Regions from separate parts of the Zea mays genome. Here region 2 is linked to region 1. Evidence: chromatin contacts called from public Hi-C data. All regions are on one chromosome and are shown on one strand. Each heading gives the region's core, a stretch centred on a gene start, on an enhancer-like site or on the middle of the called end of the contact. The rest is flanking DNA. Distances are from core to core; before and after follow the strand shown. Region 1 has its middle 6.1 kb from the start of LOC109940152. Region 2 has its middle 39 kb from the start of LOC103629394.

Region 1 (4,204 bases), core at 1,365-3,864:
GGTTATTTAACCTTGTGTTGGACTTTTGTTCACTGATCATTATACACTATTCAAGTATGTTCATCATACTGAATTTTCTGTTCAACACTTAGCAAACTTGTTAGACCTTTAAATGTGTTGTTATCCAAATCACCAAAACTCACAAAAGGGATGAATGCACTTTCATGGAATAAAATAGCAAATTCAGTGATCTCAAATTATACTTGAGTGTTGAAAATTGAGAACTGAATTTTGGAAACCAATAATTATTTTAGAAAAGTAATAGAAAAACTTTGTATTCAACTAAATGATTATGCATTTCATTAAATGATGCACCATAGATTAGACCATATTCCTATAAATGGGTTTTAAATCTAAATTGGTGTCTTAAACCAACTCGTCCATGAAATCACGACCTAGCCTATGCTATAGGTTACCCAACCCAGTTATTCCAAAAGCAAAGTAAAACTCAGTTTAATCTACCTACCCTATGTACCCATAATTGTTATCCCAACTCAATAATGACACCTAATACCACAACTGATGGTCCCTAAATCAAACCCAAGAAGAAGATTAACTTCGACAATGAACGAGATGAGTAGAAACAGACCTTCAGACGAATCAAGATCCACCACCGGAAGAAAAGTCTCCTTTATCGAAACTTTCTTTTGCCCCCAAGTCTTCTCTACACCCACAAATAGCTAAAACATGGTGTACCCTTGTTTTCGATACCACACCTACTAATGGCATGATAAAATTCTAGGTGTATAAAAAAATACTAATTGGAAGTTCCACTTAGAAAAAAATACTAGAATTTCATAAAGATAAAGTCAGCTTGATATGCTTAACTAAATGATATTCCTAAATAGGATTATAGAATCAAATGTGATCTAAACTAATGTGGTCTACTTAAACAGATTAGTGGTACTTGGATCCTTCTAGCCAGGTGTTAACTTAACTTAGCACATTAGACCAACTCAATCAAGAGCAAAAAGATTTAACTCAACCAATAGAGTCACGAATTGCATAATCTGACAATCCCCACCTAACATCAAACAAGATTTTGACCTACATCACGTAGTCTATCTCACTAATATATATCTCATCTTGACAGATTCTATCTTACCTTTGGAAATTCACCTTATACGACTAGTTACCCCAATCTGGACATAAAACAGATTAAGCCCTGCTAAAGAATCTTCAGTCATAAATAGCTACTAACCTATTCATTTTGCTTACCAAATACTTTCCATTGCAAAACTATCCTACCATATGCTTCTAACTCTTATGGTCAATACCAGGAAGGGAAGATTATCAAGCAACATCAAACAGAAATGAATCCTTTAGATCCTCCACCGGTTGGAATCGATCAAGTGGTTGCTGCCCAAATGATGGTAACACAACAAATGGCAAACATGGTTACCGAAATGCAAAATCAGATAAGGCAAGAACGCCAAGAAATACGTCAGGACCGGCTGGAGATACGTCAAGAAATGAGGCAAGCATGGTTGGAAAGACAACAACAAGAACAACGCCCACTACCTCCACCACCACCACCAGCTCCACCAAGCTACATAAACACACACACATATATATACTACTATTTGTAAGATCCAAGTGTTATTTTAGTTAGTAGTTGGTACGATACTATGTTAGGAGGAATAATAAGGTCTAATTGACCCCATGTGTTGCTAATAAATTATGCATCATGCTGAGATTTTGTTTGTGCATATGTTTTGAGATAACATAGTTATACACCCATTTCTTACAAACCTCGAGGACGAGATTTCTGTTAATGGGCTAGGATTTGTAAGGCCAAAATTTGTATAAGAAAAAAAGAATAATAATAAAATAAATATATGAAGGAATAAAATAGAAAATTCAGTGATCTCAAATTATACTTGAGCGTTGAAAATTGAGAACTGAATTTTGGAAACCAAGAATTATTTTAGAAAAGTAATAGAAAAACTTTCTATTCAACTAAATGATTATGCATTTCATTAAATGATGCACCATAAGCATTTAGTTACATGAATATTTAATTTTAAAGTAACTTTAAACTCATATCCCGTAATCAAAATACCATTTTCCCAAGAAGAAAGGAACTATATGAGTGTGTCTCATATTTCAAACATTTATGAAACAAATGAATTAATTAGAATAAATAGAGGTCTAATACACCATGATTGATTTTAAGTGGGTATTAAAGTTGAGTTCTTAAACTTTATCTCATATTGGAATTTGAATTATGTAAATTAAAAAAATAATATGAGAATAAAATAATGAGATGAGAATTGGGATTTAACCCAAAGGTACAATTTTGGAATAAAAAAAGAGAAAGAAAATATTGTATAAAATAGAGAAAATAAATATATAAATAAAATATTTTATTCCTACTGATATTTGAATGTGAGCGGTTAACTCAAGTATGAATCTCACACCTAAAGTTGAATTAAAATTGGAAATCAAAAAATGGAAAAGAAAAGAAGGAATACAAAAGAAAAAGGGAAAAGAAACCTAACTGGGCCGCCACCCGCGTTTTGGCCCACTTGGCCTTTCCTTTTTCCCCTGCGCACGGCCCAACTCCCGCTCTCTACGTACCGGCGCCGACAAGGGTGGCCCACCTACCAGCCACCACACGACTGCTTGCGGCACGGTTGCTGCAACACACTGGCGCGTGGGCCCGGTACCACTGTAGCTCTTCCTTCCCACTCCCCGCGTATGGCGCTGGCGGCGCACCTGCTCGCGCGAGATCCTCGGATCAGCTGACCACGAGTCTCGTGGAATCGACCTACCGAACGTCGTGGGGAGATAAAGGACACCGTACCCTCACTTTCCCTCTCTACCCACCCAGACGCCTCGCGACCAGAGAAGGGCGGAGAAGGAGAGTGGAGCCACCGCGAGGAAACTCCGAAGTCGACGGCACCCAAGCCTTTGGTATTGCGCCCAACGTCCTCTGCAAGACCGAAGAAGGGAGGTGGTGGCCGTGCCACTTGGAATTCGTCACCAGCGCCGCTCTAATTACTCGTCGGAGTCACGCCCTCGCCGCCAACTCAATCCGCGCCGTGTCCAGACCTCCCACAGCGTGAGCACCGGTATGTGATAGTTTTTTTTGGTTCATCGCGTAGTCAGAATGGTAGATCACCTTATAATTGGAGTCGTGCCGCTGTAGTTTGGGCGGAATGCCTCGCCGGCCTTCGCAGATCCACCGTGGGTCACTAGATACCATGGGTAGATTCCTTACCGCGACGATTTGGCGTCGGAACGACCTAATTACGGTCGCTACCTCACGTGGTGCGAGTAGGAGTAGTTCATTTCGGAGTTCGGGCGCCGTGGCGGAGCGTGGCCGCCGCTCCGGCGAGCCTCCGTCGTGTGGGGCGGTTTGGTGCGACTGCTGTGCGGGGCGACGGGGGGAAGAAGTTGTGGTGGCTGTCGATCCGTAGATAGACGAATGAGATTAGAAGGGAGATGTACCGGTTCGACTCATTAAAATGGGACCACCAGATTGGAATCCACAGGCATAGGATTGATCACAGTCACACTAAATTCAGGACATAGATCTTGGAGCCTGGGCTCGGGTTGCGTACCGATTCGAACGCGGCCAGATTTAATCGTGGCCCTCAGTTTCAATCAAACGGCCAAGATCGCGCAATACCCCTTCGTCCGTTCATTTTGCGAATAAGACCCTAGTTTTTTACTAAATAAACCCACGTCCACTGCGTGGGTAAACTGAGTCTTAGGAAAACATACATCGGGACCCCTGAACTTCTCTGTATTAGTGCGCCTAGTCCAGGAAGTTAGGAAATCAGATAAATGGAATTAGAAAATGATTTTTAATGCAAAAATAAATGCTAGAATTTGTTTCATTCATAGAAAATTCATATGAAGTCCAAATTAATCCATTCCAATTCCTATAATTTTGTAATATTATTGTTTATCAGTTAGTACCACTATTTTGACATGAAAGTCAAATTAAAATTTATATCCTATTTAATCTTGTACAAAACACATAGAATCTTTGGAAATTCATAACTTAAAATCTATAACTCCAAAATTAATGATTCCTATTCCTATGATATTATTTTAATGTGTAGATTATAATTATGTATTTTTTTACATGTTTGGTGTGATGTTACTTTCCTCTTTATATTATGCATGTTTGTATTGTGGCGAGTAGAAGAGCTAGTGGCTGAGGATTCTGGTGTTCAGTATATAGAAGTTGCTG
Region 2 (4,048 bases), core at 1,163-3,662, 110 kb after region 1:
TGTCAAGTTCGCTAGGCAAAATGATCTAACTATTGGTGATTATTATAATTCAATGATGGACAATATTGATGAAGTGACCGACAAGAGAGTGACAACTTTAGGAGAAATAGAAAAGGACAAGATCATGGTTGTCAATGCTTACAACAAGAAGGTTAAGGCTAAATCATTCCAAGTAGGGGACTTTGGTATGGAAGACCGTCTTGCCTCTAAGGAGCAAAGATTAGAAGTTTGGTAAGTGGTTGCCAAGCTAGGAAGGCCCTTACAAGGTCATGCAGGTGATACCCGGTAACGTCTACTTGTTGCAAACACTACAAGGCAAAGACTTGCCCAAGGCGTTAAACATGTGTTTCCTTAAGCAGTACCATCCTAGTATGTGGCAAGATGCCTAAGAAAACCGATGTGATCACATCGATTTAGTTTTAGGCGTGTGCTAGTGTTTTTGGTTCGCTCAACTCCGCCAAAAAGCATGGGGGCATTTGTTGAGCACCACTGTTGACCGGGCAGACGGTCCAGCCCTAAGGCTGGACGGTCCGCGGTGGTGGCACGGACGGTCCATGTGCGCGTAGAATCAGCTATGATTCCGAGTTTCTTGCGGGATTTGTTAGCTAAATCTGTGGGATTAACTCGGGAATCAATTTGTAACGGGTCCAGACCTCCCCCTATATATATGAAGGGCTACGGTCGATTGGAACACCAACAATCGATCAATCAATCAATATACATCTAGTTTTTTACCTTTTGCCCTAGGAGTAGACAACAAATTAGATTCTTCTCTCTAAATATTTACCTCTCTCCAGCTCTACGTCGATTAGAGGCATCTTGGGTGGCCTGCCCAAGAAAAAGCCTAGGATCTCTCCTCCCCGACGGGGTCTCTCCTGGGAGCGAGATTAAGGCGCTACCAGCGAACTCCGCCACCTCTGCGCACTGGCTCGTCATGCAGGAACCCGAGCCCCTGCGTCAGGTCGCAGGTCGTTGGGCCCCGGGCCACAGACCGTCCGCTCCTCCGCAGAGAGCACCGCCGCCAGTTCTCATCGTAGTGATTGGCGCCCGGATCGGCGCCAACAAGGGGTTCGTGTTATTTCATAAGATAGGAAAACAATTGTACAAAATGTACGCAAAAGGGGAGAAGACACATAAACCACACACTAATGCCTAATATGCAGGTAACATATCAATATCTAATAAAGAATGACTAATAGTACCTCTGCATGGACAACTTCTGCAGCCTCTTCTTGGACCTCTTCAGCAAACATGTTATAGCATGTGTGAGAACCTCGATTGCTTGGTGGTCGTCCCTGCCATCACCAAAGGATGGCACCAAGGCTTTGGCATGTGCCTTAACACACTCTTCCATTTTCATCCTTGCCTGCTGCAAGTTTGCAGATATCTCTTCGGAAACATCCACCCAGACTGGGGTAGTAGCCCGACTGCCATAGCACCTCTGCTGCAACACAAAAACTAAATAACAGTTCTGCATAATTCATCTTATGACCAATGAGGTATCCAAATAGAAACACGTCAGCCTTCCAACCCACTATTACAGCTTACTGCATAAGGCACTAAACACTGACCAACATGCAATAACAAGTCTTCCGTTCGCTCAGGTCGTTGATCACGCAACCGGACGAACGAGTGGACGACACGGTGGAGAGACAGCAGTTTTGAAATGCTATAGTTTTGAAATACCGTAGTTTATAATTATAAAAGACAAATACTTTAGTATTGCCTTATCATTGCCTAAAACTGAGGTCGTGTTTGGAAGTAAAGTTTATTAAAACCATGATTTCTTATATATGACGGTATTCAAATGTCATAACAACATGTATTTAAATACAATATCTAAAACTACAGTATTTTAGTGTAACTTTGTAAGGAGCTAGTCAAGTGATGAAAGCTTTAGGTTGGAGTGGAGTTTCAAATACTTTAAAAATACCATGATACTCACAGTTCTGCAATTCTACGATTTTGAAAACAAAGTATTTTGTAACACAAACAAACACCTCATTCTATAAAATACTGTGGTATCTTTAAAAATCATGGTATTGTCCAGAAACTTTAAAAATATTACGTTGCCAAATAGGCCCTAAGATGTGTTTGGTTCCATTAAAAACCTATAGTATATGTAGAGAAAAATAGAAGAAAACTGAGGATTTGAGTGAAACTTTTAAGACTTCAAAAATAATACAGTTTTAGATACACTATGATATTTAAAACCGTATTTTACCTGTACCAATTAAACACCTTCTATTTTTTAATACATGGTATCATCGAATACCATAACATTGCCCTCAAAACTGTAAAAATGCAAGCTCTCAAATAGGGCGTGAGGGGGCATTTCTCTCCTTCACCACCAACGAAGAAAGGACGGCACGAAGCGTGCCGAGCCATTGGGCTATGTTGACACTGGACCTGAATAGGCTGTCAAAGTGTAAGCGTGTGAGATGGGCTGGACTAGTTGTCCAGTGGGCTATCAAGGTCCAATGCTTCTTTGTCATTTGTTTTTTGTTTTTCTTCATTTCATTCACGAGGACTGACGACGAATCGTCATACCGTTTCGGTATGGACGGGAAAAGCACTTCTCAATTGCAAATCGTCAATCGAGATGTGCACGGCGCCACGGCCAGAAGAAACCAGAATCTCGGTCCGATTTTCTTTCAAGCTTTGCACCGCAGTCCCTGTAGCACGAAACAATACATTTGGAACAGCACCTGTCACCCCGTCTGACAATAAGGGCATTAGAGCTAATACTTAGCTGTGAAAATTAGCTAAACACCTCTAAATAGTCTAGCTAATAATTCAACTATTATTTACTTTTAGCAAATTAGACTAGTAATTTTCTAGTCAACTATCTATTAGATCTAGTATATTCAATGTTAAGGATTAGGCATTATCAGTTTTAATTTAATCCAAAAAATCAGTATGATGTTGTGACAACATGTATGTGCATGTGTGTATCATTACTCACATAAGCAGTAAATAACAGTAAAACATGCACAAATACGAAAAACATATTGTACCGTGCAAATGTATCGATGCTCAAGGCAGCATTGGCTCCATTCACACCGAGACATCACGTGTGTATGTTCGATGTAGACGCAATCGATACAGACAGATGTACGCAATGCAGTCCCTCAAATGGCGCCGACGATGAAGAATCGAATCAGCGTTGGTCGAGCGGATGGAGCGAGCAGTCGTGAGTATACTCCCTAAAAAACTGATCGCCCGCACACCCGTGAATGTGTAGCTATGTGAACGGCGATTTCGGAGGCCTGCTCTCCCACTCTCTCTCTGCTCGCATAAGGTGGGATGGGAATGGGCTGAGTGCAACGCGTCTGAGAGACTATTCACGTGACTAGAAGAGCGTCCACCTCCTCCGTAGGGAACGGACAATAACGGTCGCCATAAGAGCCAGAAACCAACATCCATTACAGTCTGTCCGTCACTAGCCATAAGACATGAAACAGACAGTAACAGACGATCATCACTTTAGATAAAATGTACAACCGTTAGAAAGAAATATTCAGACCAAGGTCCAATCTACCACAAGCCTCTGCCTCGGTCAGCGGCGCGCGCGCGTGACAGTCCTTCATCCATTTCTCAATAGATGCACCAATGGTCCACCTATGTGTTTGGTTGTAATGATAGAGCGGAATGTGATAGAGCGATCCCTTAAATAAGGTTATTTGGTTTAGGATCAGGGGTTGAGACATGACTATCTTAATTGTTCATCAAAATTTGAGGGACGAGAGAAGACGTCTAGGGACGTCCCTGTCCTTTCTATCCCGCAACCAAACACATCTTAAGTTGATTGATTTGTCCCTTGAACTTCTAGTATGGTACTAAATTATTAGTACACCGTAGCATTAAAGTGGGCCTTTAGCATTAACTATTATTGAATATTAATTTGGACCAAACACACATTAATCCAACATTCAAACGCCACACTAAAATTAACTTTTAGTGGCCCTTATTGCCATCGAAAATTAACTTAGCTGATAGAAGTTTCTCAAATTAATGTAGTGTCAATATAGTACTTCTTCCATTCCAA

Evidence for each region. Hi-C and Micro-C count contacts between places; a contact is called where the count stands out from the background.
Region 2: a contact with region 1 is called in a Hi-C map of tassel, with 2.3 times the contacts expected there. The contact joins two enhancer-like sites. A contact is called at or near these places in 6 of 25 Hi-C or Micro-C datasets (ear, leaf and tassel).

The regions. Positions count from the first base shown.
Region 1 is chr6:69,988,582-69,992,785 of Zm-B73-REFERENCE-NAM-5.0, forward strand. No RefSeq gene overlaps it. Among protein-coding and RNA genes, the nearest start is that of LOC109940152, 6.1 kb to the right of the region's middle. Within about 2 kb of position 2,615, at least 19 of the 20 cell types and tissues checked have an H3K27ac peak or open chromatin away from gene starts, as enhancers often do. A contact at or near this core is called in ear, leaf and tassel, where this site is marked.
Region 2 is chr6:70,100,244-70,104,291 of Zm-B73-REFERENCE-NAM-5.0, forward strand. No RefSeq gene overlaps it. Among protein-coding and RNA genes, the nearest start is that of LOC103629394, 39 kb to the right of the region's middle. Within about 2 kb of position 2,413, at least 15 of the 20 cell types and tissues checked have an H3K27ac peak or open chromatin away from gene starts, as enhancers often do. A contact at or near this core is called in ear, leaf and tassel, where this site is marked.